2 separate regions of the Oryctolagus cuniculus genome follow, and region 1 is linked to region 2. A link is a contact called in public Hi-C data. All regions are on one chromosome and are shown on one strand. The core of a region is the stretch at or near the end of the contact, and the rest is flanking DNA. Distances in the headings are between cores, read along the strand shown.

Evidence for each region. Hi-C and Micro-C count contacts between places; a contact is called where the count stands out from the background.
Region 1: a contact with region 2 is called in a Hi-C map of liver, with 3 times the contacts expected there. The contact joins the promoter of CDA here to the enhancer-like site in region 2. A contact is called at or near these places in 2 of 6 Hi-C or Micro-C datasets (liver and an unstated tissue).

What each region holds. Positions count from the first base shown.
Region 1 is chr7:150,169,253-150,172,848 of mOryCun1.1, forward strand. CDA (cytidine deaminase) reads right to left here and starts at 2,186. Exons shown (of 4, transcript XM_051858024.2): 1 at 1,596-2,186. The coding sequence starts at 1,749.
Region 2 is chr7:150,130,015-150,133,755 of mOryCun1.1, forward strand. PINK1 (PTEN induced kinase 1) reads right to left here. Exons shown (of 8, transcript XM_008265769.4): 4 at 1,225-1,407; 5 at 751-914; 6 at 473-600; 7 at 1-234. Among named protein-coding and RNA genes, the nearest start is that of PINK1, 10 kb to the right of the region's middle. Within about 2 kb of position 1,842, at least 1 of the 8 cell types and tissues checked has an H3K27ac peak or open chromatin away from gene starts, as enhancers often do.

The sequences.
Region 1 (3,596 bases), core at 936-3,435, 40 kb after region 2:
CTTTTTCCAGGCCATTAACAGGAAGTGAAGCAGCCAGGACTCGAACCGGTGCCCATATGGGATGCTGAGCGGCTTAACCTGGTATTCCACAACACAGGCCCCCACCCCAGGCTTCTTTTGAAGGGGCTTCCAGGGGCTGCAAAGGTGTGAGAGTTAGCTTTTTCTCAACAGGCTTTTCAAGAAAGAAAAGACCAGAGCTTATCGGCACGTGGCTTTGGAGTGATGGCTCCGGTGGCTGTCTGACCACCTGTCTGTCCCAGCAGGACACCAGTCTCAATGCTGGAAAAGCAGTCCCACTGCTGCCCCTCCCTGGACCTGCTGGGCCCCAGCGCCTCTCACCTCTGCCCCTCCAAACTCGCCCACCTGCAAGGCTCAAGTCATGTATTCAGGCACCCAGTACACAAGTGCTCAGTGCCCGCCCTGCACCTGGACAGGTGCTTTGCAGCTGAAGGAGGTCCAAGGTACAAAGATCCCAGCCGAAGCCCCGTGGGGAGGCAGGTGTGGAAGTGCGCGGCACCCCTGAGCTCGGCGCTCCAGCAGGCGTCAGCCGGGCGCTGGGTGAGGCCCAGGGGACCTTCTCTTCCCTCGGAGAGAATCAGGGGCTGACTCCACGCCCAGGGCTCTGGGAGCTGCAGGCTGCAGTGATGTTTGCGCGGTGGTTACTGTTTAACACTCGCGTCCGCCTGCAGGCCAGCCTGTGTCTCCCCACAGAGCAGCAGGCTCTGGACAGGGCAGCTCGGGGTTCCAATCCCAGCCCCGGGACCTTGGACACGTTCGGTCCTCGGCCTCCTTCTCTGTCCTGTGGGGCTTGAGGGCTCCCTGGCTAGCAGCACCCACCCCCTTCCTTTCACAGGGGACCCTCAGTCAAGGGCACTTCTCCCCCTCAAAGGTGTTTGAGACCCAGGCCACCGACAGAACCTCGACACACTGGACACTTGTGGCTGCGTCCTGCCACGCCCACGCCATGTCCCAGATGTCCTGAACGGCTGCCCCTAAGCTTAACAAGTTTGAATTTGGGTTTTCAACAAAAGCAGCAAACCAAAGGAAAGCAGCTCAGGGGTCCCTTCCCTCCCAGCTCCCCAGGCTGTCACTCACGGCTGCACCCCAAGACCCTGGGCCAGGCCCACACCCCGCTGACAGGGACCCACCTGGATGCCCTCTTCCCCCCTCCAGCATCCCCCAGCACCACTGAGGCAGAGAAGAAAGCAGCGCTTTGGGGACTCCAGTCCCGGTTGACCATGGGCAAGTCATATCCCCTCTAGGGGCCTCAGTTTGTTCATCTACAAATGGGCACAACACCTAGGTTAGGGGTTGGAGGCCAGGACATTTACTGATACGCTCTGTGGAGACCTTGGCAAAGTGCCTATCACAGAGCAGGCTACGAAGCTATTAACCCCGCCCATGCTCCAGATCCATGGCCGCCCCCTCCTGTCTCGCTGCAAACTTCCCTGGCCACCCCAGGCTCGCCGCTGGCCCGGGGCAGCAGCTGAGTTTCCGAGGGTCCGCGCGAAGAGGGGACGCGCTGCACCGCTCTCTCCGCCGCCGCTGCCCGGCCCCCTCCGACTCCCCGCCCCCGCGCCGGCCGCCGTCCTTACCCGAGAAGATCCTGCCGTCGCCCGTGAGCAGGGCGGCGCCCACGGGGAAGCGGCTGTAGGGGCAGTAGGCCGACTTCTTGGCCTCCCGGGAGCGGAGCAGCAGCTGCTGGACGTGCTCGGGCTCCAGCGCGCGGGACCGAGGCTGCTGGGCCATGTCGGTCCCCGGGTGGGCAGGTGCCGAGCGCGCGGCCGGCCGGCGCTGCGCCCGGAGCAGGCGGCTCCTCCCCCGGGGTGTGTCCCCGCGGCGACGGCCGGCCGGAGGCTCCCGGGGGCGTGCGGGATGCGGGCCGGCGCCGGTCCGGGAGCGGAGCCGCCCACAGTCAGCGCCCAGGGCGTGGCGAGAAGGCGGTGGCGGCGGCCGCGCGCTTCTGCCGTCCCGCCCGCGCCCTCGTGGATGGGGCCGGGGTGCGGTGTGGCCCGGGTCAGGACCAGCGGGTCGCGCGGGGTGCCCACGTGAGCCGCAGAGGCGGGTGTCCGGGGAGCGCCCGACTGTCCCGGCGGGTCTGCGCAGAGCGGCGCACCTGGTGCCTCTCGGGCGGGAGTTTCTGTGGACACGAGCGCGGCTCCCCCGTGCCTCCTCTCCCCCTCTCTCCTCTGGGAAAGCGAGCGTGCGGGTTTTCGGGATGCGGATTCCCGGAAAACCCTCCCAGCACCGCAGCCGTATGCTGTCACCGCCCATCAGCCGGCCCCAGGGCGAGGGCGAAACCCCAGCTAACAGGGTCCTGGGTCAGGAGTCCAGATGTGGGGTGTGCTCGCCAGTCTGCCTCTGGGATTGGTCCGCCTTCCACGGCACAAAGCTTAAAAGTCCCCAGTTCTCTGGCGCCTCCTGCACACATAGGCTAGGGTCTGTCTTGCTGTCTAAACTCTGTGCCCACACACTCCCCAGGGAATCCGTGTGGGAGCCAGAGGGCCAGACTCCACGGGCCCACAGTTCCCTTCTTGGTCTGTTGAGTGACCGCTCTCCTTCTCTGAGGGGAGGGATGAGCTGAGAGGGCAGGGCTGGAGCAGCCACATTGATTTGCAGAGTCAGGAGTGAGAAGAGCAGCAAGGAGACCGAAAGCTGCTTCGCTTTATTTTCGTTCATTTGCCCTCTGACCTCTGCCCACCCCACCGCAGAATTAAAAGTATCTCAGGGGCCGGCGCCGCGGCTCACTAGGCTAATCCTCCGCCTAGCGGCGCCGGCACACCGGGTTCTAGTCCCGGTCGGGGCGCCGGATTCTGTCCCGGTTGCCCCTCTTCCAGGCCAGCCCTCTGCTGTGGCCAGGGAGTGCAGTGGAGGATGGCCCGGGTGCTTGGGCCCTGCACCCCATGGGAGACCAGGAAAAGCACCTGGCTCCTGACTCCTGCCATCGGATCAGCGCGGTGCGCCGGCCGCAGCGCGCCGGCCGCGGCGGCCATTGGAGGGTGAACCAACGGCAAAGGAAGACCTTTCTCTCTGTCTCTCTCTCTCACTGTCCACTCTGCCTATCAAAAAAAAAAAAAAAAAAGTATCTCAGGGGCCGGCGCTGTGGCGCAGTCGGTAAAGCCACTGCCTGCAGCGCCAGCATCCCATAGGGCACTGCTTCCAGTCTGGCTGCTTAACTTCCAATCCAGCTCCCTGCTAATGCGCCTGGGAAAGCAGCGGAAGGTGGCCCAAGTGCTCGGGTCTCTGCCACCCACATGGGAGACCGGGAAGAAGCTCCTGGCTCCTGGCTTTTTCCTGGCCCAGCCGTGGCCATTTGGTCATCTAGGAAGTGAACCAGCGGATGGAAGATCTCCTTCTCTTTAACTCTGCCTTTCAAATAAATCAAATCTCTATTTCAAAAAAGTATGTCAGCAGAGGACACTCTTGAGAGGCAGAGAGAGAGAGAGAGAGAGAAGAGCGAGCGAGCGCTAGCTCCCGCCTGCTCATTCACTCCCCCGAATGCCCACAATGGCTGGGACTAGGTCGGCTGACCGCAGTCCAGGGCTCCCACATGGGTGCAGGGAACCAGTTCCTTGGGCCATCGCCGCTGTCTCCCT
Region 2 (3,741 bases), core at 592-3,091:
GGCTGGCTCTCGCTGGAGCAGGGACTTCACCAGCTGCCTGGCGTCCGGGGGCACCGACGGAGGGAGGGCAGGCAGCTGGGCCTCCTGGTAACTGCGGCTCTCGAGGCGGGCCCTGCCCTGGCCGTAAAAGGGGTTGGCGAGCCCGAAGATCTCGTAGGCAATCGCGCCCACTGCCCAGGCGTCGGCCTTGCTGTAGTCAATCACCGTCCTGGGGCCAGGACAGGCCGTGGACACCTGATCAGAAAGCAGGAGCCGAGTCGTGCTGCGGGCAGGTCCCCCGGCCCCTGGGAAGGAGCTGAGTGAGCTGCGGCTCAGCCCGGAAGAACTGGCTCGGGGCAGGTTAAAGCAAAGGGAAGGCGCCTGTGCCAGCTCACGGCTCAGAGGTGGGAGTGTGGGGTAAGCCCCAGGGCTCGGGTCTCGCCCGGTCACTCGGTGGGAACCGGTGACGCCGAGGGCACACGGCGGGACTCACCTCCGGAGCCATCAGGCAGCCGTTGCCGCCCCGATCCACGTACCAGCTGGTGAACGGCAGCTGCAGGCCGACGTGCTCGTCAGCCAGACAGCAGCCGAAGTCGGTGATCACCAGCCAGGGACAGCCGTCTAGGAAGACAAAGTGGGCAGAGGTCAGTGACTGGCGTGCCCCGCCCCCCGCCCTGTGTTGGCGAGGCCTCGATGGGTGTCTGTTCCCCAGAGGGCTGAACAGGGGGGCCCCGGGGGCTCCCCATGCCTGCAGATCCCCGCTGCGCCCACCTGCGTCCAGCTCCACGAGGATGTTGTCAGACTTCAGGTCTCTGTGTGCGATGCCCTGCTGCACCAGGTGAGCCACGCCCTCCAGCAACTGCAGGGTCATCACCGTGGCCAGGCGGGGGCTCGGGGTGTTCACGCGAAGGTACTGGCGCAGGGTGCAGGGGTAGCTGGTGCCGAGGGCACATCACCGTTAGGCTCCGCCTCCCCTCTTCCCCTTCCCCGAGCTGTCCTTCTGTCCCGCCCCCACATGGAACTTAGGATGTTGGGCTCACGCGGTCACTGAGAAGCCCATTACAGCATCGCTGGGCGGGACAGAGGGTGAGGGGGGGAAGGCCAGCCACAGAGCAGGGACAGTCACCCAGGAGCTTTCTTCCATGACGGCCACCCCAAAGGGAACAGCTCCCCAGGCAGCCCTGTCCCTCTGCACGGCCGTCCTCCCGCAGGGGCGCCCTGGGGCCTGCCGGGCCCGCCACTCACTTCTTCATGACGAGGAACAGCGTCCGTCCGTGGCCCAGGCCCTCAGGGTGGAGGCGTGGGGGCAGCACGTCAGGGTAGTCGACCAGGGCCCCCGGCAGCAGTGGTACAGACGAGGTGAAGGCGCGGAAAACCCGGATGATGTTGGGGTGAGGGGCCAGCCACTTGGGACGTCCCTTGGATTTTCTGTTGGGCCGAGTGGCCAGGACCAGACAGGACAGAAAGAAAGGAAACAGCCTGAGGCCACGGCAAGCTCCGGCACTCCATCCACTACTCCTCCATCAAACATTTTTGTAGATTTAGTACCCGCCACGACGGTGGGGAACACACGGTGATGTCCAGGCCACCCTGCGGCCCCCTGCCCACTGCCCGGCTCTGCTTCCCAGGGCAGAACACAGTGGGCAAGAGGCCTGGAATCAGACTGCCTGGTGTGGATTCCAGGTCTGCCCCCTGAGCCAGCCCTTGGCCAGCTGGTACACTGAGGCCGCTGAGGGGTGTCAAGTGCCTAGGGTCACCTGTTAGCTGTCACGCAGCACAGACAAGGTGCTAGCAGGCCGGGGAGTCCCCGCCCAGGCGACCGTGGTGCAGCAGGGGAGGGCCCCACTGACTTCACTGTGCAATGGTTAAGGCAGGGACCTGGCCTGAGCTGACCTATTCCAGGCTCCAGCGCCGCCTCTGTGGGAGGACTGGCGGGCACAGATGCACTTAGCAGCAGGGATGTCAGCTGCCTGCCTGCCACTCCTGCTCCAGGAAGCCCAGCTGACATCCTGGCCGAGACCCAGGGGCTGCCTGCCGGGCACCAGCCCCCAGGACGGGTGCCTGCTCCAAGGGCAATGGGTCTACAGTAACATGGGAGTCGGTGGGGGGTGCGGCCACGCACGTGCTAAGCTGCTGCGTCAGGAGCCGTCCGTCCTGGGGCAGCTTGGCGGAGTGGAGGGGTAAGTGCAGACGGATGACGGAGAAGCAGGAGGTGCACCTCGCGGGGGGCTCCTAGGAGGTGCAGGCAGGGGACACTCCCGGGGGCTTGTGGGGCAGAGCTGCTCCCGCCACAGCCGTCCTGCACTCCATGGATATGCGCCTATGGCACAGCCGGACGGCAGCGAATCTACAAAGACGTCTGATTTATGACTAAATGGTGGGGGGCTGGCTGTGGCGTAGCAGATAAAGCTGCAGCCTGCTGGCGTCCATATGGGCGCCAGTTCGAGACCCAGCTGCTCCACTTCTGATCTAACTCTCTGCTATGGCTCCTGGCTTCAGACTGGCGCAGCTCTGGCTGTTGTAGCCATCTGGGGAGTGAACAATCGGACAGAAGATCTCTCTCTCTCTCTCTGCCTTTCTGTAACTCTGCCTTTCAAATAAATAAATAAATATTAAAAAAAAGACTACATGGTGGGTTGGCATTGTAGCACAGTGGGCAAAGCCACCACCTGTGACGCTGGCATCCCATGTGGGTGCCAGTTCAAGTCCTGGCTGCTCCATTTCCGATCCAGCTCTCTGCTAATGTGCCAGGGAAAGTAGTGGAAGATGGCCCAAGTGCTTGGGTCCCTACTCTTGTGGGAGACCCAGAGGGGGCTCCTGGCTTCGCTCCGGCCCAGTGCTGGCCATGGCAGCCGTCTGGGGAATGAACCAGCAGATGGAAGACTCTCTGACTCCCCCCTTCTCTGCAACTCTGTGAAAATCAATCTGGGGGGGGGGCTGGATGACGATTCATGCTGTGAAATGACAGAGGGGCGTCAGGCAGGTGACATCACAGCAGTGAGGATTCACGTCCGCCCTGGGCAGCTGTTTCCTGCACAGAGGGCTGGGGAGGGGAGGGCGGCAGCACCACGCTCCTGGGGCCCAGCAGGGACTCAGCCACCCGGGACTCTTCCAGGCCACAGGGCTTCTCCATGCCTATCCCCACACGTCGCTGTCTTCCTGCGCCTGACGGGACTGAGATGGGAAAGCCAACCCTCCACTCTGTCACCAGCACCGCAGCTGTCCCGCGGCTCCCTGGGGGGCGCCGCTGACCCAGCCGGCATTTGCAGAGCCGGCCTGGCCTGCAGGCTGCCGTGCACCGTCCAATCAGCTCTTCCCTCAGCTGAGAACACCCTCCACAGGGAGCACGCGCTCCCTCCGCGTGGCCTGGCCCTGCAGGGAGCGTACGGCCTACCGGGCACCTGGGCAGACGCTGCCCTGGCACTGCCAACACTGGCTCTGCTCTGCGCTGCGCTGGCCGGGCTCTGCCCACACGCAGGACTCTGGCACGACACAGCACTCTGGTGCCGGCAGCGCAGGGAGCTGCTGGTGCAACGGGCCCCGAGCGGGCGTAGCCACTAGGTGGCGCTGCACACCGCTTAGGAGGAGTCTGGGGCCTCGTCCACTTCCCCCGCGTTTGGAACTGGGCATTTGCGAGTGGCCTTTCTCCCCTGCTCTGATGTGAATTCGCCATCTGCATCAGCTGGGGCCACGTGATCTGAAATCTTTGCCAAGCTAAATTCTCCCCCGACTGAAAACCCGCCTGATCAAATGATTCGGGAA